6 separate regions of the Mus musculus genome follow, and regions 1, 2, 4, 5 and 6 are each linked to region 3. A link is a contact called in public promoter capture Hi-C data. All regions are on one chromosome and are shown on one strand. Each heading gives the region's core, a stretch centred on a gene start, on an enhancer-like site or on the middle of the called end of the contact. The rest is flanking DNA. Distances are from core to core; before and after follow the strand shown.

Region 1 (4,760 bases), core at 822-3,321, 280 kb before region 3:
TGGGGCCTCCTTTGGGTCCTAGCATGCTGGGGAAAGCCCCTCGAAGCCTTTCCAGAGGGACAGAAGGTTCCAGGGTCACCTGCCTACCCCAACCTTCTCCTAGCAAGCTGGCCAAGCCGAGGCCTCTGCTGGCCTCTGTTAGTGACGTGTGCCTCTCCCACCCACTCAGAGAGAAGCAAGCTCCCCCACAAACACTCCAGACATTACCAGCATCCCTAACTGGGCCATAGGACGGTCCAGGACAGACACAGGACACCCTGACATTGACGCCCAGAGGAACAGTGTATAAAATGGATTCCTCTACATGGCTAAGAATACTGAGGCTCAGGGAAGATGGAGTCCCTTGTCCAAGGTCTGTCACAAAAAAAGGTGGATTAGAGCTGGGCATTCTGACATATCTACCAACCCAGCACTCACTTGGAGGTGGAGGCAGGAGGATCAAAATTTCAAGGTCATCTGTGGCTACATAGTGAGTTGGAGCTACATGAGACTCTGTCTCAACAAACAAACAAACAAAAACCTCAGGTTGGTGATTGTGTCCTCGTGAAGGTTCTCGGTGGGGGCTGGGGACAAGTGTCACATTGGGGGAGCTCCAGACACAGAGTGGGACACTACTCAGCACCTTCCAGAATGCCCCACACAGAACACCCAGCCAGACATCCCCACAAAATGAGCTCAAGGTTCCTCTGTCTCCCGTATGGGTTACCGTGCTGATAGGGACACTCACAAGCCCCAGAGCCAGCAGTGGGGCCTCGTGGCTGACCCCTCAGCTCTATTGTCCCCAGATCCTGAAGAACTTGGCCTGTGGGACCTAGCAGAGCATAAGGTCCCCTGCCTGGCTGGATTTCCAGACTCCATACAGACACTGCTGTGCCTCAGTTGAGTTGAGTCCTAGGGATTCTGACCAAGGTCCCCACGCACTCGAGACAAACACTTTATCCACCGAACCAGATTCTCAGCTTTTCTTGTTGACTCTCCTGCCCCACACTTAACCCTAGGACTGTGACCTCACCAAAACCCACACACCCCAAGTCCTAATAACCACACCCAGAGACTGAGGTGATAGTGGTGGTTTGCTCAGGACCTGGAGATGGGTGACAGGCAGCCCTCCCCACCCTGTGCTGTCCTATCCCTGCACTGACACCTGTCACAGACATCAGCCAGCGCTCAGCGGAACACTCAGTCAGCACTTAGACCCCAGGGCCCCACCTGGTCCAACACTGTCACCTGCAAAGGTCACTGCTCTCCAGACCTCAGGTCTCCAAGGGCCAGGGAAGAGATGGGCATCCTGGACACTAAGTGGAAGATCAGCCAAAGCCAGAGGGGAGGGGCTGACAGGAGCCAGAAGTCACTAGTGGTGGGTGTCCCCAGGTCATCCACCCTACCCCCACACACCACCATGCACCCGGTGACTGCAAGTTGTCTGGAAAGGAACTTCTCATCTCCTCGTCTCTCCAGCCATCAGGAGTAGGTCTGCAGTAATGGGTCACAGGTGGAATTTGGGGACACACCTTGGGTTTATGCATGTGGGACAGCCACAAAATCCCTTTAGCCAGGAGTTGTGGTGCGTGTCTTTGATCCCAGCGCTCAGGAGGCAGAGAGAAGAGGATTTCCCTGAGTCCAGGGCCAGCCTGGACATATCAAGTTCCAGGACAGGCAGGGCTACAGAGACCCTACCTCAAAAAAAAAAAAAAAATGGCTTTGGCTTTGAACTACAGAGAAGTTCAGGGAGCTGCATACCCAGAGGAGAACTGAGTTTGGGGACACAGAGAGTCCCCTCTTTGATCCCCCAGCTCTTCACCACCCACACCAAGACACACATGCATTCTTGGGGGTCACTTGGGTAGGATGGGATGTCCCTGGCTCTGCACCCTTTAGATGACAGCTCCTCCTGCCCGCTGTCCCACAAGCCTTCGGGACCAGCAGGGTCTGTGTTTCACTCATCCTTCGTTTTAACACAATTCTTTGACTTTTGGGGTCATTTCTGCCGCAGGAAGCCTGGGTGAGGGCCAAGGAGGGGAGATGGTTGGCGTACTTACTTTTGTTTAAGATCTCAGGGGTTGAAGGAGCCGCTTGGGGTTGGCGTGCTCGGCTTTATAGACACGACGCCGGCTCCCCGCCAGGTTATTAATAGCGAGGGAGCTGCTTGCCCTAGTATGGTCAAGAGCTGAGCGACCGCGAACGTGGCTAGGCCCGGTCTGCTACGTGCACCTGTTCCAGGCTGTGACGGGGGTGGGGGGTTGGGTCGGGTGGAGGTGGGGGCGGGATGGCGCACAGCAGTGCCCTCTGACCTACAAGAGGCTAAACCCGAGGGAGCTTGTGGGGAGGTACGAACTAGACCACAAACACAGATCAAGGATACATAGTGAAAGCCTGTCTCAAAAACGTATAAATGCGTCAATTAACTGATTAAGACTCAACTCAGGGGGCCTTGCTACTAAGCCCCAGACGTCTGACAAGGCTCATAACTTGGGGTGTCTGGTTACCAGCTTTGGAGACACAAGAACTCATTGGCCCCTGGAGTTTAAAGCGGGTTGAGAAGCCACAGGGGTTTGTCAGCTGTGTCGGCCCTATCAGCTGTCGTCAGCGTTACCTGAAGCCACGAGCCCGTCCTCACTAACCGGGTGAAGCCCTGATACGGAAACAGAAACCTGGTGCACACACCCGGAGCCGGCATTCTCCGGTCCCCCATTCCAGCTTGAACCTATCTGTTCTATATCATTCCTCTTCTGCCTACAGCTCAGCCCCACCTTCGTTCAATTTAGCTAACAGACCAATCTTCCCAAATAACGCTCCATTTCTGGGTCCCGAGGATGCTCTATTACACGTTCATATTTTTGTAAAATGTGGGCTTATCGGGAAAGCTCGTGAAGGGGCCTATGGCAACAGCTTTAAAAAAATTATTTATTTTATGTATATGAGTACACTGTAGCTGTCTTCAGACACACCAGAAGAGGGCATCAGATCCCATTATAAATGGTTGTGAGCCACCATGTGGTTGCTGGGAATTGAACTCAGGACCCCTGGAAGAGCAGTCAGTGCTCTTAACAGCTGAGCCATCTCTCCAGTCACTTTTTTTTTTTTGAGATGGGTTTTTAGGTGTAGTCCTGGAACTCACTCTGTAGACCAGGATGACCTTGAATTCACAAATCCGGATCCCCAGGCCTTTGCCATCCCACATGGCTTCTCTATGAGCTTGTGTCTGTGCATCATGTGCACGCCCCATGCCCATAGACAGCGGAAGGTGTTGGATCCCAGAATCTTGACCTACAGGTGGTTAAGCTGCCATAGGGTGTGGGACTCAGAGAGGGCAGCCAGCATTCAGACTTTGGAACCTGGCCTGGCTCTCTCCTGCCGCCTCACAGTGGCTGTGCACACGACAGCATCTGAATGCCGCAGACCCCGTTACTGCTCATTATACAAACTGACCCAGAGCCCCAGGGACAGATCAGGCAGGACTCAGCTGTCACAAACTGCCTCGGCCTCCACGAGTTGGGATGACAGGTGCATATCCTCTAAGTGTCCTCCAGGTCTCCCCACACCCCCGCAGTGTGTCCTTTTCGGAGCTGTGTGATACTGCGGGTCCCCACTGAGATTCAGCTTTACCAATTGAGCCTTGCACGTCTCTATGTGAACTGTGGGTGACACCACCCTTGGTGTGTGGTGTGGCAGAGCCATAATCTCTTCGGCGGCGTAGGAGAGCACCTATCGTGGGGTTGCTCGCTCCCACCCTCCCTGCGGGGCGTGGGAGACAGGCGACAGTACGTGGAAAGCAGCTTTATTCTGGGGGTGGGTCGGGGTCTGGGGGTGCCGCAGCCTAGCGCACGCCGCACTCAGCCTGCAGCCGTTCCTGCTCCAGCGCACGCACCAGGTCGCGCACGAATTGCACCTCAGCGGCCACCTGAGCGGCTAGCGCGTCGTAACGGTTCTCCAGGCGACACAGGCGACGCTTCAGGCCCCCGGCACCCAACAGCGCCGCCCGCGCCTCCTCCTGCGCGCGCGTGCGCAGAGCCTCGGTGCGCCCCAGCTCCGTGCGCAGGCGTCGCAGGTCGCGCCCTAGCCCTGCGCTCCCGTCGCGGCAGCGCGCCTCCCGCTGCTCGGCGGCCGCGCGCAGCGCACACACGCGCTCCCGGCACTGGCGCCTGCCTCGCTGCAGCTCGCGCAGCCCCTGCTCTGCCGCCGCCACGTCCTCCAGCACGCGTGAGAAGCGCTCGAAGCTGGCGTAGCTCGTGTTGCGCGGCATGCTCGAGTGGGACTTGAGGCTGTACTCGCGCAGGCGCGCGGCGCGCAGCCGCCGTCGCTCTGGCTTCCGGGCGCCGTCCTCGCGCCTGCGCACCTGTGAAGAGCAGAGCTGCGGCAGGGGCCCACGTCTACAGCCCTCCCTCCCCGGAGCTCGATCCCGGGGTCCAGAAGCCTCACCTTGATCCAGGAATGCTCCAGGCTCTGTGCGATGGTCATCCTCCTCCTGCGGGATGGGAGGGTCAGCCCTCTGGTCACTCCACCCAAGGGACCCCGCATGACCCCCATCAAGGCAACCATGTCAGGTGACCCCACAATGACCCAAGTCTTCCACAAGTGTCCTATCCCAGTGTATGGAGAAGCCACACAAGCTGTAGCCCTATCAACCCTAAAGCCCCTGCCGCCCCGCCTGGGGAATGGGAGTAGACTTGCTCTACCACTCTGGTGAGGTTCTAAGAGCTGTGGTTACTTGTGTAGGGTTTTAAGATTTGTAGTCACTTTTGCCCAGAGGTCCTGGCTCA
Region 2 (4,646 bases), core at 891-3,390, 260 kb after region 3:
ATCTTGCCCGCCTCATGAAGTGGGGATTCTAGGTTTCCAAAGATGTCCCCCGGGATCGCAGGACCTCTGTGTGTGTGAGTGTGTGTGTGTGTGTGTGTGTGTGTGTGTGTGTGTGTGTGTTCATGCGCGTGCGTGTAACCCTCGCTGTCCTGGAGCTTGCTATGTAGACCAGGCTGACGTCATACTCACAGAGGTCTGCCTACGTCTCTGCCTGCAAGTGCTGGAACTAAAGGCATGTATCACCACACTCTGGGCAGAATTTACAAGCATGCATCTAATGCTGCCACCATGTGTGTACTAGGACATTCCGTTTACAATCCTTTCCTGTCCACTGCTAACTGGCTGTGAACCCCCTGACTGTCCCAGTGATCAAATCAGGCTTGTCATAAGCACTTCAAGAGCAAAGTCCCTAATGGCAGGTGTTTAAAGATGGCGGCCTAGGAGAGCTGCCTCAACTCCCAGCCTTTGGCTACAAATAACAGAAAAACAGAGCAGACTTGCCCAGAACAGTAAAGACATTTATTAGCTGTCAGGACAAAAGGCCCTGAGCTATTGCGGCTTGCAGGCAAGGCCTGATCCAGGCTGTTGAAATCTGTTTGGATGGTTTATCCTCGTGCTAGGATTCTTTCTTCACTTTTATTGGTCCCTCTGCTGAGCCTGTTTCCAGATGAGATTCGTGAGACTCAGGACTAAGCCAGTCAGTCCCTGTTAATTAACCTGTGGAAACAAAGCTTGCCCTCCTTCCTCTCTTCCCCTTCTGCCTCCCTGAGTAGCTTTGTCCACCTTTGAATTTGTGATCCTCCTGCCTCAGGCTCCCAGTGCTAGGATGGCAGGTGTTGCCCACCATGCCCAGATACATAGTAATTCCTGCCCCTCCTCCAGTCTCTCCTTCCTCAGGCCTGGCCTGTCCTCTCCTCCTCTTTGTACCTTACCCCTCACTCCACTTCTTTCCCTTTCTGGGTTCACAGTCTAGTTTGGGCTCTTTTTATTATGGTTATTATTATTATTATTATTATTATTTTTTTTTTTTTGAGACAGAGTTTCTCTGTGTAGGCTGTCCTGGAACTCACTCTGTAGACCAGACTGGCCTAGAGCTCAGAAATTCGCCTGCCTCTGCCTCCAAAGTGCTGGGATTAAAGGAGCGCGCCATCACTGCCCAGCTAGTTTGGGTTCTTAATGTCCTACAGCCTAAGGCAGAGCCGGGATTGGCTAGGTTCAGGGGCTCAGGAGCATTGTGTGGGTGGGATCAAGGGCCTGAGACCTCAACATCCTCACTTCCTTCTGTTCCTCTCCGTTTCTCCTAACCTTCCCGCATTCACCATCTTCAAAGGCCTGTCCTTCTTCCTTTTTCCCTCCATCCCTATTCCTCTGTCGGCTTCCATCTAGACCCTGTGGCCCCGCCCTCTAGCCCCGGGGTGCTCAGATGCACCACGCCCCTTCACCTCAAGTCTGGGCCTCTTTCCTCCACTGTGTGATCTCCTCCTCCTCCTCCCCTCCCCTCCCCTCCCCTCCCCATGCTGTCTTTCCTGCTTCTTTCCTCTGTCTGTCCTTTACCTCTCCATGCCTTCCCTGCCTCTCCTCATCCTTCTCCTCCTGCCCTTGCTCGAATCCAGGGATGGCCTGCGCCTCCATGGCCCGGACTACCTCCCCTACCTCCTGTCTCTGCTCCTCCCCCGTTACCACATCCTTCTCTTTCCTCCCATTCAACCCCTCCTGTTGCCCTCCTCTCTGTCCCAGTATCCATTTCTCCCTCTCATTTCTCTCGGTCCCTTTTTCCTCTGTTTCCCCTTCTCCTTCCTCCTCTGGCATTTCGGGGCCCTCCTCTTCCTTGTCTCACCAATCCTGGGCCTAGCCCTGCCACGCCCATCCTCCCTCCCCTCCTCTCTACGCTCACAATCGCTTCTCCATCTTCCTCTCCTCCCTCCCTCCCTCTCTCCCTCCCCGTTTCCCTTTCCAATCCATCCTCCTCCCTAGCCTTGCCCTTTCTTCCCCCTTCCCGTCCTCCCGTTGGCTCCTCCCTTTTTGTCTCCTCCCCTCGCCCCTCTCAGGTCTCGGCTCTCTTTAGCCCCGCCCCTCCCTTCCTCCTCTCAAACGCCCCGCCCCATGACCACGCCCTCCGTGGCTCCGCCCCCGCGCCGCAGCGACAAGATGGCGGCGGGCGGCAGCGGGCGCGCGTCTTGCCCGCCGGGGGTCGGGGCCGGCGCGGGCAGCCTGGGTCCCAGTGCTAACGCGGCCGCCGCCCCCAGCAACGCCGCTGCCTGCGCCCCGGTGCCTCCGCCGCCCCCGTCCCCGCCGCCTGGGCCCGGGACTGACGCGCAGGCCGTGGGCGACGAGCGCGACGACGCGGGCCCAGGCGCGCTGCTGCGCGAGCCCGTGTACAACTGGCAGGCCACCAAGCCCACGGTGCAGGAGCGCTTCGCCTTCCTCTTCAACAACGAGGTGCTGTGCGACGTGCACTTCCTGGTGGGCAAGGGGCTCAGCTCGCAGCGCGTCCCCGCGCACAGGTGGGCCGCCGGGACGCGCCCGGACCCTGCAACCCCAGACCCTGCATCCCCAGACCCTGAACCCCACCCAGACCCTGCACCCCAGGAACCAGCACCCTGAAACCCTGCGCCCTACCCGGGACCGTTCATCACAGACCATGCACTCCACCTGGACCCCGCACACTCTAAACCCCGTAGTCCACTCAGAGCCTGCACCCCCCCATTCTGTTCCCCCACCCGGATCCTGCACTTCACCTGGACCCCGCACCCCATGAACCAGCACCTTAGAACCCTGCACTCAAGACCTTGAACTCCACCCAAGACTGCACCTCAGACCTGCACCCCTATCCAGGCCCTGCATCCCAGGATCCTGCATCCCAAATCCTGCAGTCAGACCTTGCAGTCTGCTTGAACCCTTCATCCCAACCCTAATCCCAAGAGCCTGGACTGCACCCAGATTCTTTATTCCTAGATATTGCACCCCAGACCTTGCATCCTAGAACCCTGCACCCCAAGAATCTGCATTCCACCCAGGATCATGTACCTCAGACTCTACACCCCACCCAGACCTTTCACCACCCCTGGACCCTGAATCTGGAGCCTCAGGCTCTTACCTTAGGATTCCTGACCCCTTCACCTGAACCTGGTTCCCACAACCCCCTTCCCCCACAGTGTACTTCCTAAACATGGGAACCTGGAGGTTCTGTTGGGTCCTGCCTGCCTTGAACCTGGTTCTAGGGCCATTTCATTTTATCCTTAGGTTCTGCTCCGTTCTATCCTGGATCCTCTCTGCTCTCTGAATCCATTAGTCACCCCAACATTCCTCCAGCTTATCCAGTTCTAGGGCCCCCTCCGTCCCCACCCATGACCCCTTAGATCCCCTTCTTACCCCATGTTCACACCTCACACCATCTAACCTACTGGCCCCATCAGAGACCCTTGCCTCTTGTTCCTCCAGCACTGGGCTTCCAGCCTGTCTGAGCCATCACCCCCAGACCTCACCATGGCCACGATGAGTTGAGCTCTTTGGGAGTGGGCAAGGGTCTGGCACAGCCTCAGAAAGGATTGAGGCCTTTTGCGAGTTCTGTGCAAGCTGTGGTAGCGTGTACCGCCTGCCAGTGCGGTTCTTGGCACATGACCTTTATGACCATGTGGGGTAGCTTGTCCAGCTTGATGGCAGGAATGGGGAATGTGGACGTGGGTGTGTGTGTGTAGCCCTCTGGGAAAGAGAGAAGTGGTCTCTTGCTGGAGGGGCAGAGGTGAGGGGAAGTGTTGACTCAGAGGTCTCTCACTCAGGTGGGGGCCGGAGCAAGAAGAATGGGGATGTTGTAGCCCCTTTACAGCTTGTGGAGAGTTGGGGGGGGGGGGCTTCACAGGTGGTACGGTGGGCAGTGGAGGACTTGGCTTCCAAGTGGCTGAGGTTTCTTAGTGGTGCTGTGGAGGGTTGCTAAGGGGTCGGCTGCCTGACTTGTTGGAAGGCACCAGAAAGACCCTTCAGGTCCTTCCTTCTTCTGAGCTCTCTGGGCCTTAGTTTCCCTACCTGTGAACTGGACTCATTTAGATAACCCCATCTGGGACTGCTCGAATGTGTTGCCTCTGTATTGTGCTTGTAACAGTCTCTCAGGGTTCAACACAGACGAGTCAGAAGGTAGCTGTGGGGAAGGGCCATAACTCCCTGGGCCTGGCTGCCACCCACCAACCATGTAGCTCAGGGTTGACTGTCAGTGTAGAATCCAGGAGCAACGTGTGTGGTGACCCAGACATGAACTCAGTTACTTCTTGGCTGAGGCAGGAGGACTGCAAACTCTACATCAGTCTGGGTAGCCTAGGGAGATTCTGTCAGAGAAACTATAAAGACTCAGGTGTGGTGGCACAGGCCTTTAGTCCCAGCACTTGGGAAACAGAGGCAAGTGGATCTCTGTGAGTTCAAAACTAGCATGGCCAATAGCAAGTTCCAGAACAGCCAGGGATACTTAATGCCACCCTGTCTCAAAAACTAAAGAAAGAGGGCGGGTATGGGGGACTTTTGGGATAGCATTCTAAATGTAATTGAGGAAAATACGTAGTAATAAAAATATTTAAAAAAAAATTAAAGATTAAAGAAAGCTATACAAGGAAACTGAAGGCTGAGGGCATGGCTTGGGAACCCCCAGTGAATGGCTG
Region 3 (4,799 bases), core at 252-2,751:
GTCAGTGCTCTTAACCACCGAGCCATCTCTCCAGCCCCAAGTCAACTCTTATAAGGACATTTAATTGGGTCTGGCTTACAGATTCAGAGGTTCAGTCCATTATCATTAAGGCAGGAAGCATGGCACCGTCCAGGCAGGCATGGTGCAGGCAGAGCTGAGAGTTCTACATCTTCATCTGAAGGCTGCTAGTGGAAGACTGACTTCGAGGTAGCTAGGGTGAGGGTCTTAGCCCACACCCTCAGTGCCACACCTGCTCCAGCAGGGCCACACCTTCTAATAGTGCCACACACTGGGCCGAGCATATACAAACCATCACACCCTCTGTGTCACGGAGGTTGCCCTTGAGTTCCTGATTCTCTTACCTCCATCTGCCTGGTGCTGAGGTGAGAGCAGGGGGCTCATCCACGGTGCTGGGATAGAAGCCAGGACCTCAGTCAGGCAAACACTCTACACATTGACTCACATTGGTAGCCCTGTGTTTCTGCTATGTTATCCTCAAACTCACCATCCTCCTGCCAGTGCTGGGAAGACAGTAGTGGACATTTGCCTTGTGGCGGCTCTTTTAAAAATTACATTTGTTTACTATGTTCCTGTGTGTGGACACTTTAGCAGAACTTGGCTACTTTGTGGGTTCTTCTTTCTTCCACCCTTTTCTACCCTCTTTCCATCCTTTCAACCCTTAACACTAGATAGGAGGGGGGAAAGGACAGAGAGAAGAGGGGGTGACATTATTGTTAGGCTATTTCCTGTTGATTGGGGGCATTGAGTTCCTTGGAGCAAGTTTGATTTTGCTGTCAGGCTATCTAATTTCTTCTTGTTGTTGTTTCTTCTTTGCACACGACTAGTTAACAAACCGTTACCAACAGAGACCAACCAAAGCCCGTCTTGGGGCCATAACATTTGTATATCTTCTGAAAAGTGTCCATAATTCCTAAGGTCACAATCGCAGAAACTATGTGCAACTGACAAAACCGTGCCTCTGCTAGAGCACGAAGCAAATCATAGTCAGCTGCTGCAGACTATCTGAAGCAGCCCCATATGTGACACCTCTAATTAAAACAAAAACACAAACTCACATATTTCTGTGTTTTTCGAAGAACCCAATTGGAGTCCAGGAGACAATTGTGTGCATTGCTTGTCTTCTCGTATGTAGGGTTCAGCGATCCAAATTCGACCATCAGTTTTGGCAGCAGGTGCCTTTCTACCCTCTGAGGCATCTCACCCACCCTTGCTGTCTTTTTGTTCGATTTGTTCTGCATTTGTTTAATTTATTAATTGATTTCTGTGTGTGCGCTTATGTGGCTTCATGTGTGCATCTGTACACATGTAGAAATCAGAACGCCTCCTCCACCCGCAATCAGGGTAACTGCCAAACCCCGGGTTTTACTGGAAAGCTGGAAACTACATCTCCTGGCATGCCTCGCAAGCTGCCCTGTGGACTACGGCTCCCTGCGTGCTCCGCGCCAAGGAGACTACAAATTCCGGCGCGCTGCGGGCGGCGGCGCCATCTTCCGCGGCGCGGATTGAATGAGCGCGCCGCATTCGGGCAACCGAGGTGATTCTCCCGCCGCCGCCACCTCCGCCATGGCGTCTCTGCCGCCCCACGCGGGGCCCGCCACGCCGCTGTCGCCCACGCGTCTGTCTCGGCTGCAGGAGAAGGAGGAGCTCCGTGAGCTCAACGACCGCCTGGCACACTACATCGACCGTGTCCGCGCGCTGGAGCTGGAGAATGATAGGTTGCTGCTCCGGATCTCCGAGAAGGAGGAGGTGACCACTCGCGAGGTACGTGGGTCGGCACCGGGGACGCGGGGAGCTTGATCCTGGTGATAGGTGAAATGAGCGGAGTCCTGCCCACCCGGGATCCCGGAGACGGTGCATAGAACTAGCTAAGCCCAGCCCACAGGGGACCCGGGGGCTGGTGCACAGCTAGCTGAGTCTTGTTCACTGGGGACTCTGGGGCTGGAATATAAGGGCTAAATACTGCCTACCGGGGACCTCAGTACAGATGCATAACGCTGAAGCCCAGTCCACCGGGGACCCCCAGGGGCAGATGCCGACAGCTAAGTTTTGCTCACCAGGACACCCCAGGGTTGGGTGATAGGCCTGAGCCCTGCCCACCATAGACCCCAGGGACGATTGCAGAGCGCTGAGCGCCGCCCAAGGGGAGGGGAGACACATCTCTTACAGGTGCAAACCGCTAAGCCCCACCCACTGGGGGGACCAGGAACTGGTGCAGGCAGGTAAGTCCCGCCTACCAAAAACCCTAACACAGGTTAAAGTCTGGACGGGGAAGGGGACTAGTGCAGATGGGTCCAAATCCCTCCCATGGGAGGGACTTTAGGGACAAGTGACAGGTGTAAACAATGTTAGTCCCCGCCCCCGAAGCCCCACCCACCCGGGCGCTCTTGAGACAGGTGCTGATGAAGCTAACCTGTGCTCACATGGGGACCCTAAAGGAGACGTGTAGACTGAGGTAAAACTTCAATAAAGCCGGGTCCTAAGGACCTAAGCTTAGCTGAGTGGGATCAGGATGGCTTGTGTGTGTGTGTGTGTGTGTGTGTGTGTGTGTGTGTGTGTGTATGGGTGTGTGTGTGTGTGTGTGGGTGTGTGTGTATGGGTGTGTGTGTGTATGGGTGTGTGTGTGTATGGGTGTGTGTGTATGTGTTTGTGCATGTGGAAGCCAGAGGTCACCTTTGGGTGTTTCCCTCAGTGGTGGCGCACGCTTTTAATCCCAGCACTTGGGAGGCAGAGGCAGGTGGATTTCTGAGTTCGAGGCCAGCATGGTCTACAGAGTGAGTTCCAGGACAGCCAGGGCTACACAGAGAAACCCTGTCTCAAGGACCTTGGGGGACACTTCACATTCCATGAATAGGCAGGAAAGCCCTGCCCACCCAGGGTCATAGGTTTAAAGGACCCTGCCTGATTCCTAAGACACCCCAGAGGTAATGTGCTGAGACTGAGCAAGTCTCCCCAGTTAGGGGCCCATGAGACCCTAGGGGACCCTAAGGAAGTGCTGTCTGGAGGCTGTCCTGGGGAGCTTTGAGGGTCTCTGAGGGAGGAATACCAAGCCTGGCAGACCCAAACCCCTGAGGACCCCAGTGAGGGGTGCTGGGAACCCCTGAGGGAGAGCACCACTCTAGGCAAGACCATCCTTATTCGAGCTGTGGAGATTTGGGGCCCCTGAGGAGAGGTGTTGATCCAGTGTTGATCCCCTTCAGAGGACTCGTGGACTTTTGGGTACCCAGTGTGTAAGGGCGCATTCGGCACAGCCCTGGGAGACCCAGGTGAGAAGGCCATTTGGGGGCTCTCCTGACACTCAGGTTCTAGGGTTTGAGATTGTGAGGGTAATGATTTGGGTGTCACCAATGGACAAGGATAGGAGCTGGGCAGTCTCCACCCACTGTAGGGTCCATGGACATCTTGGGGTACTTCTGCTGAAGGCTTCCAAGGGAAGAGTCCAACAATGAGTGTGTGACTCCTCAGGGACCGGCACAGAGTGGGCCACAGCTTGTTGTGGGACAGGGTGGTTTCACACTGGTACCTGGGGGAGGAGCCATTGGGGCTGCCCCCCCCCCCCCCCCCCCGCAGTGAAAGGCATCTGGAGGGTGTTTGTACCCCACCCTCTTGGGGGAATATGAGGATGGTCTCTAGTCTTTGGTAGGGTAAGACAACTCAAGTCCTTTGAAAGGGGGTGAAGGGTCTTGTTGGGGAGGGGGTGTCAGACAACCGTAGGCTCTTCGTTCTCATAGAACTTTGGATGGGCCCCCGGTGCTCAAGGGCTGTGGGAGTGACGGTCTGAGAAGCCATTCCCTTGTCTTGGAGTTGGCAGGCTGCCTGGGAGGAGGGGTGCTGGAGCCTGGTACCATTTAACCCCAGGGACCATGAAGGTATGGAGGCTTCTTGTGTAAGATCCATAGGGTATCTGGGGACTCAGAGGGGTACTGGCATCTTCAGTACACAGGGCTCTTCCACTGCAACTAGGCTTCATCAGTAGCCTCTCATAGCCTCTCTTCATGGTGCCAAGCCTCAGCTCCTTTGCATGATCCCCACCCCACCACACCCCACCCCCTGTCAGTCCTGGGCCATCAACTGCAGGTGAGACTGAACCTTCACCAATGGCCTTTCATGGCCTCACAGTGCTGAGCTTCAGCTGCTCTGCATGACCCCTTCATGCCTTCAGAATCAGTACCACTGGGTGACTCTTGCACATTACCAAGTCCAGCTGCAGCATACGGTACAACCTTGGCTATCTCTGGCACACAGCTTCTCTGTGCTCTCAGATAACACTTCCCACAAGATGTCACCTCAGTGATGCTGGTCTCTTCTTAATCACTGCTAATGTCTTAGCTCCAGCTAGCCAGCATCAATTGTAGTCCCTTCTATTTTGGACTCTAAAGCCAGAGCCACATGGCCAAAACTGCCGAGTTCTGCTGCTTGCTGGGGCTGAAACATGGCCCTGTGTTCTATTACATCACCAGCTTTCTGTTTTCCAGCCCCTTCACTGCCTAAGCTTGGCCGTTCTGGAACTTGCTCTGTAAACTGACTTTGTACTCAGAGATCTGCATCTCCGGAGCACTGGGATTCAAAGTGGACTTAGTCCACAAAGCCTCGATTTAAGTTTTCCTTCACCTAGAACCCCCTCTGTTCTAGGCTGGCCTTGAACTCAGAGATCTGCGTGTCTTTGCCTGGCTTATATTACCGTGCCTGGACCTAAGCTTAGCTGGGTGGGATCAGGATGGCTGGTGTGTGTGTGTGTGTGTGTGTGTGTGTGTGTGTGTGTGTGTGCATGTGTGTGTGTG
Region 4 (4,860 bases), core at 1,943-4,442, 450 kb before region 3:
CCTGTCCCTGTGGGTCACCTAAGCTGGATGACCCCTAGAACCTGAGACAAGGATGTGTGACCTGATGGGAAGGGGTGGTTTTAGAGGGTGCATACAGGTCATGGCCCAGGTATTAGAAACTCCTATCCTTGGGGTCATCTTGAGGACCTTGTCCCTAGAGCTGGCCTGGAGGTGTGTACATGTTCCTGGTTTGTGCCTGCCTTGGGTCCCTGGTCCCTGGGCAGGGCTCTGTCACAGCCCTGTCTTGTCCCGCAGCTGCTCGTGTGGAACCACTCTAGTCTAAGCCCTGTGCAGCAGTATACGGAGCACCTGGCAGCCGTGAAGGCTATTGCCTGGTCCCCACACCAGCATGGACTGCTGGCATCTGGTGGTGGCACGGCTGACCGCTGCATCCGATTCTGGAACACTCTGACAGGTCAGCCACTGCAGTGCATTGACACAGGCTCACAAGTGTGCAACCTGGCCTGGTCCAAGCACGCCAATGAGCTGGTAAGTGCACAGTGAGCATGGGGAAGATGAAGAAACAGCCCAGCCCAGAGCAGCACTGAGCCCCTGGGAGTCTGTGGGAACATGGGGGCTGAGACCCTGCCTGCCACCTGTGTGTACTACTGTATGAAGCCAGCCTGGGCTGGGGGAATAGAATAGGCAGTGCATGCATCCTGGTCAGTCCCATCTCTGAGGCACCAGGGGCCTCCAGACTCCCAGGATGCCAATGAGGGAAGCCCACAGGCAATCCCCAGGCCCTCTGCAGCTCTGATGCCTAGTCTCTCCACCAGGTGAGCACACATGGCTACTCACAGAACCAGATCCTCGTGTGGAAGTACCCGTCCCTTACGCAGGTGGCCAAGCTCACTGGCCACTCATATCGTGTCCTCTACCTGGTGAGTGTTGGCCACTGTCGCTGTCAGCATCCTGGGGCTCCATGTGGCAGGCTTGCCTGTGGCTTGCTGGGAGGGTGTTCATCACCTCAGCCTTCCTGCACTAACAAACTGGTGTGTCACCACCAGTGTGTCACCAACCTAGGATTTGGGAAGTGGGGCGAGTCCTGTCTACCAGACCTCACTCACAGGGCATAGGCTCTCCATACAAGTTTCAGTGTCCCCTGGCTGCTGGTACACTTGGATATGACCTGCCAAGTGTGGGAACAGAGGGATCAGCCCAAGCACCGCAGGCCTTGTGCGCCCTAGCCCAGAATCCATGTCCCCTGGCTTTTGTCTGGGTCCCAGAAGCTACCTGTTGCAGCTGGGAAATAGCCAGGTCCTTCTGCCCCTTCTATAGGCCATGTCCCCTGATGGGGAGGCCATAGTCACCGGAGCTGGAGATGAGACCCTGAGGTTCTGGAATGTCTTCAGCAAAACACGCTCTACAAAGGTAACATGGCAGGGTGGTGGGCAAGCCTGCTGTTGTGTCCCTGGGCTCTCACAGCCCTGGCACACAGTCACCTGCATCCCCTGTTCCCAGGAATCTGTGTCTGTGCTCAACCTCTTCACCCGGATCCGATAGACCCCGCAGGCGGGATGTGAAGCCCACAGGCAGAGATGGAGCAGCCAGCATGCATAGGCCTTGCTGTGCCCGCCTTCCCCAGAAGCATCTGGCGGGCGGGAGCCGGAGACCCCAGAGTCTCATTAAATGCCTCATTGTGAGCTGTGGAGCCAGTGTCTGGGACGGGGACATGGGGACCCTCAGCCAGATGGACACTTGCCACCTGTTACCACTGCCCAAGCCATATTGGACACAGCTGAGCAGGAGGCTGAGATCCCATGAAATCCCCAAACCCAGTGTCACCTGGGGACCTGAGCCGTTGTGCCCCTCTCTGCTGCCACTCCAAACCAGAAGACCCTGGGAGGCACTGGCAGGGACCTGGGCCTCTCACCCTGTGACACTCTTAACTGCGTTGACTCTGATTGCATTGCCACCCTTTGTCTGTGTGTGCGCCTTCTGTAACCCCTCCCCGTGGGTGTCAGCTCACCCTGTCCCTAGCCAGCTGCCTTGTCTGCCTCTTCCTGGCTGCCTCTAAGCTTCCTGGGCCTCCCTGTCTTCATACCCCATCTCCACTGCCCCTTGCCTGGGGATTCCCAGTGTGGTGGCTGTGGCCTATGGTGTGTGCACGTGTGTATATATGTATTTGTGACACCTTGGGGTCGGTCTCCTGTGTTTTGTTGCCTTGCCCCAAAACTGCTGATGGCTGGAGAAGCCCCTGGGACACAGTCACTATGGGGTTGGCTGCCTGCAGGCCTGTGGGAGTCATAGCCTTGTGAGCTAAGTGGGTTCTGCACTTAACAGGAGTTTAAGGTTCAGGGCCACCTGCTGCTGTTGACATCTGTACCCAAAAGCAAAATGCCTTTAGATGTGCACTAGTGTCACAGGCCCTTGTGACCTCCTGTTGGTGGAAATCCTGCTGGGCGTGTTCCATATGCAGGGGTAGGTGCAGCCTGCCTTCTGATTCCTGGCTGACCTTCTTGGTGTGTGTGGTTCAGAAGGCACCTGCCCTGGACAGAGCAGCCAGCTGTGACTGTGAAGGCCATGAATGGGAAGGGCTGGTATACAGGTCAGGGTGCAGGTGAGTCAGAGAGTAAGGACCAAAGCCTACAGAGCCAGAACTGCAAGCAGGGAGGGCCTGTGGCTTGGGCTCCCACCCCACAGCAGTGTCCTGGGTAAGTTGGCCAGGACCCTGACTGGAGCAAGCTTAGCATGTTGGTGACCAGAGAGGGGGAGGTGATGTCTGGTGAGAAAACAGGAACCCAAGTGGAGCGCCGCCTATACAGACTGTAAAGGGTTGACTGAGCTATGAGATTGGTTGTTGCTGTTTATTGTCATGAGATACACAGGATGCACTAGCAGAATGAGCAGGCCCTGGGCTCTGCATGTTCAGCGATGCCACCAGTGATCCCAGAGCATTCTCCCCAACCCAAGACTTAGGTATCCACTTCCTTCTGTGGATCTCTAGATCATGGCCCATACTTTGTGGCCTTTGTCACTGTGCCCTTACTTGGATGTGTCTTGAGGACAGAGATGGGGTGGAGACCCACGCTCTAGAGGGCATGACCTCCCGCTGTGGGGCAGGGAGGGGGGAGGGAACACTTTGGGTCCCAGCCCCGCACCAGGAAGTAAGCTGAGGTCTTAGACTGTGGCTGCCCGCTTCCCTGTTGCTGGGATACCTTTGTCCCTGTCAACAATGGCCCCAGGGCCTTGGTGACTAGAGCCTCTGGGCAGGCAGGGCCAGACATGGAAAACGTGAGGCGGGAGGCTACTCGGCCCTCTGTTCCCTCAGGCACCCTTGAACTCTACTTCCCCGACCATCTCTACCGGTGGGTTCCTGCCCTTGGTCCCTTTCTTCACCCAGACCCCAGATCCCCTACCCCTACCAGCAGCTCAGGTGGCTGGGATGGAGGTATGCAAGGGTTGTAAGTTAGGCATTTGCACACACCCACTCCCAAGCAGACAGGTGCTGCCACTCATACTCCCAAGCAGAGGGGTCTATTGATTCTCCTGTCTACAGGTGCTGCAGTGGCAGCCATGTGCCTGAATGCCCTCCCTTTTTAGATTCTTGTGTGTATCCCGAGCTGTTCATAAGCCCACAGAGATCCTCCTGCCTTGGCACACTTAGTGTCGCCACCCACACCTAGCAGAAAAGTCCCATTTCATAGGTCTGCTCACACTTGGGCCTTCCATGGTGCTGATGACAGGCCACCTCACGTGGGTCCCTTGCAAGCCCCACTCCTGCAGCCTGCATGGCCTCCCATGCATGCACCATCTGTGGGGAGTTACAGGCTAGGCACACCCTTGGTCCCTCCTTCCCCCAACAGCCATAAGTGGCTCAAGGCTGAGGCAGGATTGCTGCCAGGTCAACACTGACAACTGCCTCAAACAGGGCCATTCTCGGCTACAAGATATAGACTGCAGGTGGGAAAGTGCACAGAGGAGATGGGTAGAAGGGGATGACTCTCACCCAGCACCTTGGCAAAGAGTTGGGACAGGAAAGCTGGCTGGGACCAGCAGGACGCCCTGGCTCAGTCCCCACCCTCCCTCAGCAATGACTACGTGTCCCTGGAGGGGCCCCGTTGGGCGCCGGCCATCAAACAAGCCGTGCGCTGGAAATTCACGCCCATGGGACGGGATGCGGCCGGCCAGGTGTGGTTCACCGGCCTGACCAACTCAGAACCTGGTGATGCCTGGTACAAGCTGCCCCGTGCTCTTGACACTCCGTACCGCGAGGCCCACACGCGTTGGCACGGCTGCTTTCAGAGTCGCCAGCGTGGCCTGCCGCCCGGTGAGTATCCCACCTCCGGTCGTGCACACCCGTGGGTCTCAAACTGACACCCTCCCTTCCGTGCCTCCCCGCAGCCTACACACAGCACTTGCGGGAGATGGCCTTCTGGGACCCCGCGATAACCGCGCAGTATCTCAACTCAGGCCCGCGCTGGGGGTGCATGCAGTGGAGGGACAGGCAAATCCGTGGCAAGGAGTTCGGTGAGCTGAGGGGATGCGGACAGGAGGGGGCCGGGGGTAGTACTGCACGTGGGTCACTCCACTCTCGGAGGCAGAGATAGGGGGATTTTTGGTCCCGGAGGCAGCCTGGGCTAGCTAGTGTCAAAAGAAAACAATATTAAAAAAAAAAAAAAACGAAAAAATAAGGAGGGCTAGGCCAGCAATGGGCAGAGGTGCGGGAGCGCAGGATGGGCGTGGCCTGGTGGGCTCGGTCAGCATAAGGATTTGGGAGCCCCCCCCCCACCCCCGGCCCCGCAGCTGCAGAGCTCGTCCGGTCCTGTCCGCAGTGGTCACCAGGAACCAGTTCGGGGCAAAGCTGCCCTGGCGGTCCGACTATGTGCCGCTCCTGTCGCTGCCACAGCGGCCGCGCTT
Region 5 (4,500 bases), core at 217-2,716, 320 kb after region 3:
GGTGCCACTAGGAGTCCTGAGACTAAGAAGGGAGAACAGCACCAAGGGTGTCTGAGATCCTGGTGTCACCATGGCTGCCCCTGCAAAGGCCCCATGGCAGGCAGAGCCCATGAAGGGCGTGGTGACATCTGGCTTCCCCAGGGCATACACCACGCCTACAACGCACAGCGCCTGACTGGGCTACAAAGCGCCACTGTCTCCAGGGCAGAAGACACAGCTTTGTTTGTCCCCTCAAGACTAGACAACAAGGGACACAGAAAGATGGATGCCTTGGGGACAGATGACAGCCTGGGCTTATGGGCCTCTGGAGAGGAGTTTAATAGCTATAGGATGGTAGCCAATGCTTGGCCAAAGGGGCCCTTCATGTTCATTGCAATTGTGGCCTGTTATTCCCTTGTTTTAGGTGACAGGTGCCCACTGTACACCAGCATGGGAACAGGTTTGAAAGGGGCTCCTTGTACCACAGACAAGGACCTGCGGTCCAGCAGACACTTCCCACCTCTGAGGAACCACACGCCCTCTGCATTCAACAACTGCAGGCAAACAATGGGCCTTGGGTCCTGGGTATAGGGTCCAAAAGAATGGGACCGTGGCTGGACAGACTACAAGGATCAGGTCTGGAAGCTCAGGCCTGAAATACAAGTCACTCAATAAGCCACTAGATGGGAGTTCGGGGCCAGCTTCAGCGGTACAGGAAACTTCCAAAATAAAAAAAATGAAGTGGGCTCGGGGTAGAGCTCAGCAGTGCTGAGCCTACCTATGTCCACCAGTGAGGGACTGAAGCTTAGGTTAGGGCCCCTTGTGAGGGGATGGGGTGTGGCGCAGGGGTAGAGTCCCTGCCTGGAATCATCCATTTAAGGGCTGGGTACAAAGATTAGCGAAAGCTCCTGGAATCCACTTCTGAAGGGAGGGGAAGGGGATCAGTAGTCCAGTGCCAGTCTAATATAACCAAAGTCCAGGATTCGATCCCTGGTACCACCAAGATACCCCAAGAAACCCCATAGGGTACAAGAGCTTAAAGGGAAACTGCACACCTGCTGTAAGGATGGTGGATAAGATAACCCTGAGGCAGGGGACTGTGATGACCCGGAACATACAACCGGAAGCAGCTGGAAATCACAGGGTTTCCGGAATCAGAAGTAGGGTACACGCGTGCGCCGCAAACCAACGGCATAGGGCGCGGTGGGCGAAAAGCCCTGTGCACACGCGTACTAGCGTTGACTACTCGCGCACGCGTACTCCCACCGCCTCCCGGGACGCGCACAACCCTCTCAGGCTACGCGGTCTGTCCCGATAAGGCCTTCTTTCCCTGTCCACCGCCCTTGCCTTGTCACCATCTCCGGTGCCCCATGGCGGATTCGGAACGGCGAAAGCCGAACCCCTACGGCGGCTGCTCACCTGAGGGACACCCGAGCGAACGCCACGCTTATCCAAGTCCTAGCAACCGGGCCGCCACGCCTGCCACCGCGGGGCACCACGGGAGCGTAGTTCCATGGGCGGGGCCTGCGCGATGCGACTACATTTCCCTTAAGGCCGTGCGCGTGGCTGCTTCACAAGGCCTTGCTGAGTCTAGGGGGTTTTCTTATGTGTGCTGCAGCGAGTAGAATACTGTGGTTTGAGATCCTGGGATGGCACTGAACTCGGCCCCTTTGTGACACTTTGAGACATCAGCAGAGAGAAGACTTGAGGCAGAAGGAGACTCTATGGCCATTAGTCACTCAAAGAGCATCTGCCATCATACTTCTGTAAAGTCCCATGTTGCTGGTGAACAATCACTTTTACTGCTTGGAAAGTGACTGTAGTCTGAAGTTTTAGGTCCACTCAGGCCCTCATTCTCCTCATCTGTACATGGGTGAAACAGATATGTGAACTTCTGAATAAGTCTGGGGCTGGGGCTGTTCATGGAGTGTTTTCCTAGCACCCAGGAGAACCTGGATTCCATACATAGCATTCCTCATGGCACAAGCTGGTCATGCCTGCACTCTGGGGGTGGATACAAGAGAACAAAAGTTCAAGATGGTTGGGGCGAGGGCCTTTAACCCCAGCACTTGGGAGGCAGAGGCAGGCAAATCACTGGGAGTTCCAGGACAGATCCTGTCTTTAAAAAACAAAAACAAAAGATGAAGAAAATAAATGAACAAGTAATAGAGGCAGGAGAGATGACCTAACATTAATACCTTTTAGTTAATTATTGTTTTAGATAAAGAGTTTCACAGTGTAGCTTTATCTGCCCAACATGTCATTCCCAGGCCAGAGTCCCTGAGTCTCTCCCAGGGTCCTTCTTCCTCTGTGGCTTAGGACATAAACAGCAGATTGCCTGGCTGAGCCCTGACCAGCAGGAAGGTAGAAAGTGGCACCAGAGAGCCTGGGGTTGGCTCCAGGATCAACCTGTTTGCAATCTTCTAGGCCTGTCTGCCAAACACAATCTTTCTGGAATAAGGAATGCCTTGTGACCAGCTTATCAGAGCAGAGTAGGTCCCATGAGTTTGGTGTATGGCTGCTTGCAAGACAGATAAGTGGGAGATTAGTGTGGATATGACCAGCATTACAAAGCTAGAACCCAAGCCGGGTGGTGGTGGTCCACGCCTTTAATCCCAGCACTTGGAAGGCAGAGGCAGGCAGATTTCTGAGTTCGAGGCCAGCCTGGTCTATAGAGTGAGTTCCAGGACAGCCAGGGCTATACAGAGAAACCCTGTCTCGAAAAACAAACAAAAAAACGAAGCTAGAACCCTTAGGTACAGTGTCTGGCTTCTAGGAAGCCATGTGAACCAAGGGTCTTGGGAAGAAAACCAAGTTTTGGGTCATCACACCAAAACAGGGCCACCAGGAAACCCATGTTGTTTCTTTAATATTTTTTGACTAAGCCCAGGTCCATAGAAATGCTAGGCCAGGAGCTGTAGAGATGGCTCTGTGGCTGAGAGCACTGGCTGATCTTCCAGAGGATGAAGGTTCAGATCCTAGCACCCACATGGTGGCTCACAGCCATCCCTAACTGCAATTCCAGGAAGTCTGATGCCTTTTAAAACCTCTGTGTGCACAAGGCACATACATACACAAAGGCAAGGCACTGATATAAATATTTTTAAAAATGCTCTGCCAGGGTTAGAAAGGCAGTTTGCCAATGGGGAACCCTGATTGCTATCCCAGAAGAACCTGATGTGAGTCCCTGCACCCACATGGTGGCTTACAACCATCTGTAACTCCAGCTTCAAGGAACCAAATGACTTCTCCTGGCCTCGATGGGTGCTAGGCTGGCATGTGTTACAGAGACAGATAGATATGCAGAGAAGTTTTCTAAGAGATGCTATGCAAGGGAGCTAGAGAGATGGCTCAGTGGTTAAAAGGACAGCCTGCTCTTCCAGAGAACCCGGCTTCAACTCTCAGCACCAGGTCAGCTTGTACCTGCGAGGTAACTGCACTGCCCTTCCAGGGGACCTAGCACCATTACACAGACAAACCTGAAGGCAAAATATCAATACTCATAAAAATTTTTTAAAAAGATATCTTTAAAAGATGTTATACAAGCCCTCACCATTGAGCAATGCCCCTGCCCCTCACTGGCAGAGTCTAGGCAGAGGCTCCACTCAGAACCACTTCCCCAGCCCCTCAGCTGTACAGCAGTTTCTCTTTGAATTAAAACCTATCTTGGGCCAGGCATGGTGGCGTACGCCTCATGCCTCTTTAATCCCAGCACTCGGGAGGCAGAGGCAGGCAGATTTCTGAGTTCGAGGACAGCCTGGTCTACAGCGTGAGTTCCAAGACAGCCAGGACTACACAGAGAAACCCTGTCTTGAAAACAAAACAAAACAAAACAAAACAACAAAACAAAAAACAAAACAAAACCAAAAACCTATCTTAGAGCCAGGCATGGTGGCACATGCCTTTAATCCCAGCACTCGGGAGGCAGAGGCAGGCTGATTTCTGAGTTCAAGGCCAGTCTAGTCTACAGAGTGAGTTCCAGGACAGCCAGGGCTAGACCAAGAAACCATGTCTCAAAACAACAACAAAACAAACAAACAAACAAAAAACCCTCTCTTGTGTAAACTGGGAGTGAATGCCTCTAATCTCAGCACTTGGGAGGTAGAGGCAGACACATCTCTGTGAGTTCAATTCCACCCTGGTTTTCACAGGGAGTTTCAGGACAGCTAGGGATTCTGAAAGAAAACCTGACTCAAAAAAAAAAAAAAAAAAGGAAGAAAAGAAAAGAGAAAAAGAAAAAGAAAAGAAAGGAAAGGAGAGAGAGAAAGAGAGAGAGAGAGAGAGAGAGAGAGAGAGAAAGAAAGGAAGGAAGGAAGGAAGGAAGGAAGGAAGGAAGGAAGGAAGAAAGAAAGAAAGAAAGAAAGAAAGAAAGAAAGAAAGAAAGAAAGAAAGGAAGGAAGGAAGGAGAGGAAACAACAAATAAAAAATCCCAAAAACCCACAACCACCTTAGAGGAGTGTTCTTTAAGTCCCAGTGAATAAAAAAGCAAATGATGTTCTCAGGGGATATGAAACATTTGAT
Region 6 (4,970 bases), core at 44-2,543, 510 kb after region 3:
GATCTCCCAGAAATGGAGCTACAAGGGGCTGGGTGCTGCCATGTGGGTGCTGGAAACCAAACCCAACATGAATGAACAGGCAGTGCTCCTAGCCGTACCTGAGACAGGCTTTTGGCTGAACCTGGAGGTGACCAGAGTAGTTCAGCCTTTGGATCCCGTGTCTGTCATCCTATGTTGACAGGGGTTACAAGTGTGGGCCACCACACATGGTTTATGTGGTCCTCATGCTATATGACACACACTTTACCCACTGAACTGTCTCTTCAGCCTGATATCCTTTTGTGTCAACCAGAGGACATGGTCTCCTGAGGGCAAAGAATTTTCCTTGCTCCACAATCCTAAGGGCATGGAACCCCCAACCTAGTAATAAGGCCCGCCCCTGATGTAGCAACTCTGTGGTCTGGTTCTTGGCTAAGGTCAGTGGCATAACTGAACCTACATACATTGGGCCTGTGGGGTCCAGGGCTCCGCAGACACCCATATGCCAGTCGCTGACCATTCAAAAGTGAGGCTGAAGTAACAAGGGACAGACCTTCTATCTAGGCTCCTTCCGGAGGGATGTGTATCTGAGGATGTGCCCGCCTTCTTTCTGCCAGTCAGGGGTGCAGTTAGTGGGTTAGCTGAGTAGTTAAAATGTGCCTGTTCTGGGAGATCAGGCAAAGCAGGGACTTAAGCAGAGAGGGTAACCAATGAGAGTCAGCCTGTGCACCAAAGGTGTCCCATTGCAAAAATCCAAGCAAATGGAGGTTAAGAGGGCACTTGCCATTTGACTGGAGTCCCTCAGCGACTCACCGACAACTTCAAATGTATTCAAAGGTGTGGCCCAACTCGAGCCTTTCCCCTTCAGGGTCTGTGCTCAAGTTCCTCTGGTTTAAATTGATCAAAGATAGGGCTGTGGCTCAGTGGGACGAACGCTCCTCTAGCGTGTCCAAGGCTCTGGGGTCCAGTCCCAGCACTCCCTGTCTACCCCAGGCTTACACTTTAGGAGGTGGAGGCAGGAGTCTGAGGAATTCACGGCCAGCCCTGAATATAGGAGACCCCCATATCAAAAACACCTAAGTATGTGTATTATTAAAGTTATTATCAGATTAGTACTACGTGGTCAAAGTCACACACACTCTCCCCACCCCATCCCCGGTGTTCCAGTGTGCATGGAGCTACTGCTGGGATCCACTGCAACCACAGAACCAGGACAGAAGCGGATCAGTAACGTCTTTCTCTCCTCCCCGGAAGTAGATGTCAATGTCTTCGGCGCCACCCCCGGAAAAGGTGGAGCGATCGCCTTCACGCATGCGCTATACGTCTGCACATGCGTAGTGCTCCAGGGCAGCGGAACGGGGTGACCCTGAGTATTGAGACCCTGCAGCGATGCTGAGCAGGTTTCTAGGCCCGCGCTACCGGGAACTGGCCAGAAACTGGTGAGGAGGTCACCCGCCATTCCACCGTGTGCTCTGGGGACTGGGGAAACCTGAGGCTGTAACAGGCAGAGTATTGCGGGACACAGTGCAGGTGGAAGCTCCGAGGTTAAGCTGCAATCGCCTTCGTTCGGTGTCTGAGGTGCTCCAAGCCTGGGTTTCCCCAGCTTGACCTGGGTAGCCTTGTGTGCGGCTCTGGGTGGGTACCCTGGACTCCTACGGCTCGGAACTCCGACGTGCAGCCTGGCGACTTGCAGCCTTTGGCTTTGATTTTGCAGTCTTTCGTGTACTTCGTTTTTTCGTTTAAACAGTGTTTTTGTAACCCCAAGTTGGTCTGGAACTCCCACCAATCATCCTGCCTCACACTTCTTGAACGCTAGAATAGCGGGCACCCACCCTCACCTGAATGTTTTCTTTGCATGCGTGTCTGTGTACCGTATACGTGCCCAGTATCCAGGTAGGCGAGAAGAGGCCATCGGCTCCCCTGGTACTAGAGCTAGAAATGGTTATGAAGCATGTGGGTGCTGGAAATTGAACCTGGGATCTCTGGGAAAAGGGCCATCTTCTCCAGTTTAATTTTTATTAATAGTTTATTTCCAATTATATGTATATGTGTGGGTTTGTGTGCGTGTAGTACATAGAACCGGTACTACACGCACAGGTGCCGGAAGTCTCCAGAAGATGGTGCTCAGGGTCCATCCACAGCGCCACACAGGGGTTGTCACAGCACTGGGGGTAGAGGGGTGGGGTGGTGGCAGGCAAGAGCCAGGAGTTTATGGCCATCCTCTGATACATAGTGAATTCCAGGTCGGGGTAGGGTACATTGAACCCTGTCTCCATGAATGATGAATGAATGAGTATAGCTATACCATGACTGACCCTTCTGGGTAGGCTGTATGGTATTAGTGGCCGCAGCGGAGGGTGGCATGGATCAGACAGAAGACACCTGCTGGGAGGCCAGGGAGAGGGCTCACCTGTGGGAGATTCCGTTTGTGTGTGAGGCTTGGAGGTGACACTCTGGGTGTCTTAGCAGGGGACAGAGGAGGTAAGGTTCTGGCACTGTTGCTCAGTGGCTGGTATCTTGGTGCTCTGTGTAGTTCAGATTCATGGGCTGTCTACAAACTGTCCACATGGTCCCACTGGGCATAACCAAACAGAGCAGTATCCACATGGTCCCACTGGGCATAACCAAACAGAGCAGCGGATGAACTTTGCCCCCAGTAGCCTGGTCCTGCTGCCCAGGGAAGGGTCTTCTGATGAATCAGCCCCAACTCCCACTCACCTGAGACAAGAATCTCACTGACATCCAGTCCTCGGAAGCCAAGTGCCAGCTGTCACGGTCACATATGCGATGTAACAGGAGTTTACAAGTTTACCACAGTATGTTGCCCATCGTGATAGTGCATGCCTGTAATCCAAAGGCTTGGGAGGCTGAGGCAGGAGGATCACAGGTTCTAGGTGTGCTTAAGTTGCATATTGAGTCTTGTCTCAAAAAACTCTAGGCAAAAAGTAATAATGGCTGTGCTGAGAGTCAAGGACTCAGGCACAGCTCGGCCAAGCTCAGCCAGGCTCAGTTCCCAACCCGTGCCTCGAGCACTCTCCTAGTTTTACTTTCATGTAGGTCTCATGGAACCGGGGCAGGCTTCTAACTCTCTCTGTGACCAGAGATAGCCTTGAACTCATGAACGCACCTGGTTCATGTGCTTGGGATGGAAGCCAGGGCTTCCTGTGTGTCAGGCAAGCTCTCTATCCACTGAGCAACAGCCACAGCCTCCCCTCCACCCTGGTTTTTATGTCATGTATGTGTGTGTGTTGTATTTTATATGTCATGTCTGTGTGTTTGTTGGCACCAGTGCCAGCCACAGTATGTGCATGGAAGTCAGACAGCAGCTTGAAAGTGTGGGTTCCCTACGACCTGGGTTCCAGTGACCATGACAGGCTTGGTAGCAGGGGGCCTTTTCCCTCTGAGCTGGCCTCAAACTCCGAGAGAGTGCTGGGGTTAGGGTTATAGTGTGAGCACTGTGCCTGGTGACCACGTTTTTATTTTTCAAGTAGGATCTCAGTCTGTAGCTTGGGCTGGTTTTGTCTGTAGTTGTTGTTTTGAGACAAGTTTCTCTGTGTAGTCCTAGCTGTCTTGAACTCAGACATCCTCCTCCTGCCTCTGCCTCTCAAGTGCTGGGGTTAAAGGTGAGTGCTAGCCTGCCTGGCCTGTGAATCTGGTTTTGAACTCAAAGCAGCCCTCCTGTCTCAGCCTCCCAAGTCTGGTGGTGGGGGTTATGCAGGACCTCCTGCCCTGCAAAGTCGAGGGAATATTGTGGGCCCTTGACTGACATCAGCATGGGATATGATGGGAGAAGGTTCTCAAAGGCTAAGTTACCAGCAGAGTCTAACAGCCTCACTCTTTCCTACCAGGATTCCCACAGCCGGCATGTGGGGCACTGTGGGTGCCGTGGGACTGGTGTGGGCCACGGACTGGCGGCTGATCCTGGACTGGGTGCCTTACATCAACGGCAAGTTTAAGAAGGACGATTAGGCAGCCCCTCCCCCACCACAGGCCTCGATGGTGAGTCTGAGTGTTGGCCTGACTTCTATGGATTGGGAGTTCTGGGGTGGCCTGGACCTTAAGCAGGAATTCCTTTTGTCCCTTGCCATCATCTCTTTTGTTCCTTGTATCTCTTGGAATACATTGCATGCTGAGGGCATGCAACACTGTGTCCCCATCAAACCACACCAAACTGGCTATTTTGCTAATGTTGGTAGCTTGTTGCCCAGAGTACAGTCCTATTTAGACCACCTGACTTGTGTATATGTGTGTATGTGCAAGTATGTATGTGCACATGCACACATAGGGAGGCCAGAGACTGAGATGGGAGCTTTCCTCTGTCTCTACTATCTATCACCTTTAATCAGAGTCTCTCACTGAACCAGAAATGTGCCACTTTGGCTTGGTCCTGGCTAGCCAGCACCTTCCCAGGGTCAGCCTGTCTCTTGCGGCCTTGTCCCTAAAGTGCTGGGACTATAAGTATATATAGCCATGCTTAGCTTTGATGTACTACTGGAGATTTGAACTCAGTTCCTGGTCCTTTCACAGCAGGCTCTTACTGGCCATCTCTCTAGCTTGTCCACTTTGTGTTTTAAGGTTCATGTTTGTGTGTGTGTTTGGGGGCTGTACCTGCAGTGCTCACAGAGGCCACAAGGGGGCATCTGACCTGAAGTCTGGTGGTTATGAGCTGCTGTGTGTGGTTGCTGGGAACTGGACCCAGGTCACCTCTCCAGATCCATCCATACAGGTCTCTTGTTGAACTGGAGCTCCTGGATTAGGTAGACTGGCCAGTGAGCCTCCTGACTTTTTGCATGTCTGCTGGGGGGTGGATGGAACTCATTTCCTACCTACTTATTGCTCCTCCAACCCTCTCACTCCATCTTATAGACAAGGGCCTTGTAGTGTGACACTGCTGGCATCACTCCCAGAGCTCAGAGGCCCTGGGCTGCCCGAGCTGGTTCAGTGTGCTTAGCTTACTCACCCTTTGTCCCCTCCCCCAGGTACCATGTGCC

The links. Promoter capture Hi-C pulls out the DNA fragments that hold promoters and counts their contacts. Capture Hi-C pulls out chosen DNA fragments and counts their contacts.
Region 1: a contact with region 3 is called in a promoter capture Hi-C map of liver, with 3 times the contacts expected there. The contact joins the promoter of Atcayos here to the promoter of Lmnb2 in region 3. A contact is called at or near these places in 4 of 39 promoter capture datasets (embryonic stem cells, liver and neural stem cells), 7 of 484 Hi-C or Micro-C datasets (B cells, the G1E-ER4 cell line, cerebral cortex and 4 more), 4 of 115 datasets of contacts at active chromatin or transcription factors (Th17 cells, bone marrow-derived macrophages, embryonic hindbrain and 1 more) and 4 of 9 other capture datasets (adipose tissue, liver, macrophages and 1 more).
Region 2: a promoter capture Hi-C map of adipose tissue shows a contact between it and region 3. The contact joins the promoter of Btbd2 here to the promoter of Lmnb2 in region 3. A contact is called at or near these places in 2 of 39 promoter capture datasets (macrophages and maxillary cranial neural crest), 3 of 115 datasets of contacts at active chromatin or transcription factors (embryonic stem cells, microglia and pancreatic cancer cells) and 1 of 9 other capture datasets (adipose tissue).
Region 4: a contact with region 3 is called in a promoter capture Hi-C map of the SN4741 cell line, with 2.4 times the contacts expected there. The contact joins the promoter of 4930404N11Rik here to the promoter of Lmnb2 in region 3. A contact is called at or near these places in 7 of 39 promoter capture datasets (the SN4741 cell line, cranial neural crest, embryonic stem cells and 3 more) and 1 of 9 other capture datasets (liver).
Region 5: a contact with region 3 is called in a promoter capture Hi-C map of fetal liver, with 2.5 times the contacts expected there. The contact joins the promoter of Scamp4 here to the promoter of Lmnb2 in region 3. A contact is called at or near these places in 8 of 39 promoter capture datasets (the HPC-7 cell line, the SN4741 cell line, fetal liver and 4 more), 2 of 484 Hi-C or Micro-C datasets (embryonic stem cells and uterus), 3 of 115 datasets of contacts at active chromatin or transcription factors (embryonic stem cells, extraembryonic endoderm stem cells and pancreatic cancer cells) and 1 of 9 other capture datasets (adipose tissue).
Region 6: a promoter capture Hi-C map of liver shows a contact between it and region 3, with 2.9 times the contacts expected there. The contact joins the promoter of Uqcr11 here to the promoter of Lmnb2 in region 3. A contact is called at or near these places in 5 of 39 promoter capture datasets (embryonic stem cells, hematopoietic stem and progenitor cells, hippocampal neurons and 2 more), 2 of 115 datasets of contacts at active chromatin or transcription factors (embryonic stem cells and microglia) and 2 of 9 other capture datasets (adipose tissue and liver).

What each region holds. Positions count from the first base shown.
Region 1 is chr10:81,192,002-81,196,761 of GRCm38.p6, reverse strand. Atcayos (ataxia, cerebellar, Cayman type, opposite strand) reads right to left here and starts at 2,071. Exons shown (of 3, transcript NR_015477.1): 1 at 2,040-2,071. It overlaps Dapk3 (death-associated protein kinase 3), which reads right to left. Exons shown (of 9, transcript NM_001190474.1): 8 at 4,420-4,465; 9 at 3,565-4,336. The coding sequence ends at 3,818.
Region 2 is chr10:80,653,988-80,658,633 of GRCm38.p6, reverse strand. Btbd2 (BTB (POZ) domain containing 2) reads left to right here and starts at 2,140. Exons shown (of 9, transcript NM_145361.3): 1 at 2,140-2,504. The coding sequence starts at 2,149.
Region 3 is chr10:80,914,947-80,919,745 of GRCm38.p6, reverse strand. Lmnb2 (lamin B2) reads left to right here and starts at 1,501. Exons shown (of 12, transcript NM_010722.5): 1 at 1,501-1,782. The coding sequence starts at 1,528.
Region 4 is chr10:81,364,152-81,369,011 of GRCm38.p6, reverse strand. It overlaps 4930404N11Rik (RIKEN cDNA 4930404N11 gene), which reads left to right and starts at 3,192. Exons shown (of 4, transcript NM_001014836.3): 1 at 3,192-3,308; 2 at 4,032-4,270; 3 at 4,345-4,470; 4 at 4,776-4,860. The coding sequence starts at 3,226. Mfsd12 (major facilitator superfamily domain containing 12) reads right to left here. Exons shown (of 10, transcript NM_028657.4): 10 at 2,787-4,860. Fzr1 (fizzy and cell division cycle 20 related 1) reads left to right here. Exons shown (of 14, transcript NM_019757.1): 11 at 256-489; 12 at 777-881; 13 at 1,279-1,371; 14 at 1,462-2,133. The coding sequence ends at 1,503.
Region 5 is chr10:80,599,848-80,604,347 of GRCm38.p6, reverse strand. Scamp4 (secretory carrier membrane protein 4) reads right to left here and starts at 1,466. Exons shown (of 7, transcript NM_019575.4): 1 at 1,399-1,466. It overlaps Adat3 (adenosine deaminase, tRNA-specific 3), which reads right to left and starts at 1,468. Exons shown (of 2, transcript NM_001100606.1): 1 at 1,399-1,468.
Region 6 is chr10:80,403,144-80,408,113 of GRCm38.p6, reverse strand. Uqcr11 (ubiquinol-cytochrome c reductase, complex III subunit XI) reads left to right here and starts at 1,293. Exons shown (of 3, transcript NM_025650.2): 1 at 1,293-1,418; 2 at 3,828-3,978; 3 at 4,959-4,970. The coding sequence starts at 1,369. The coding sequence ends at 3,948.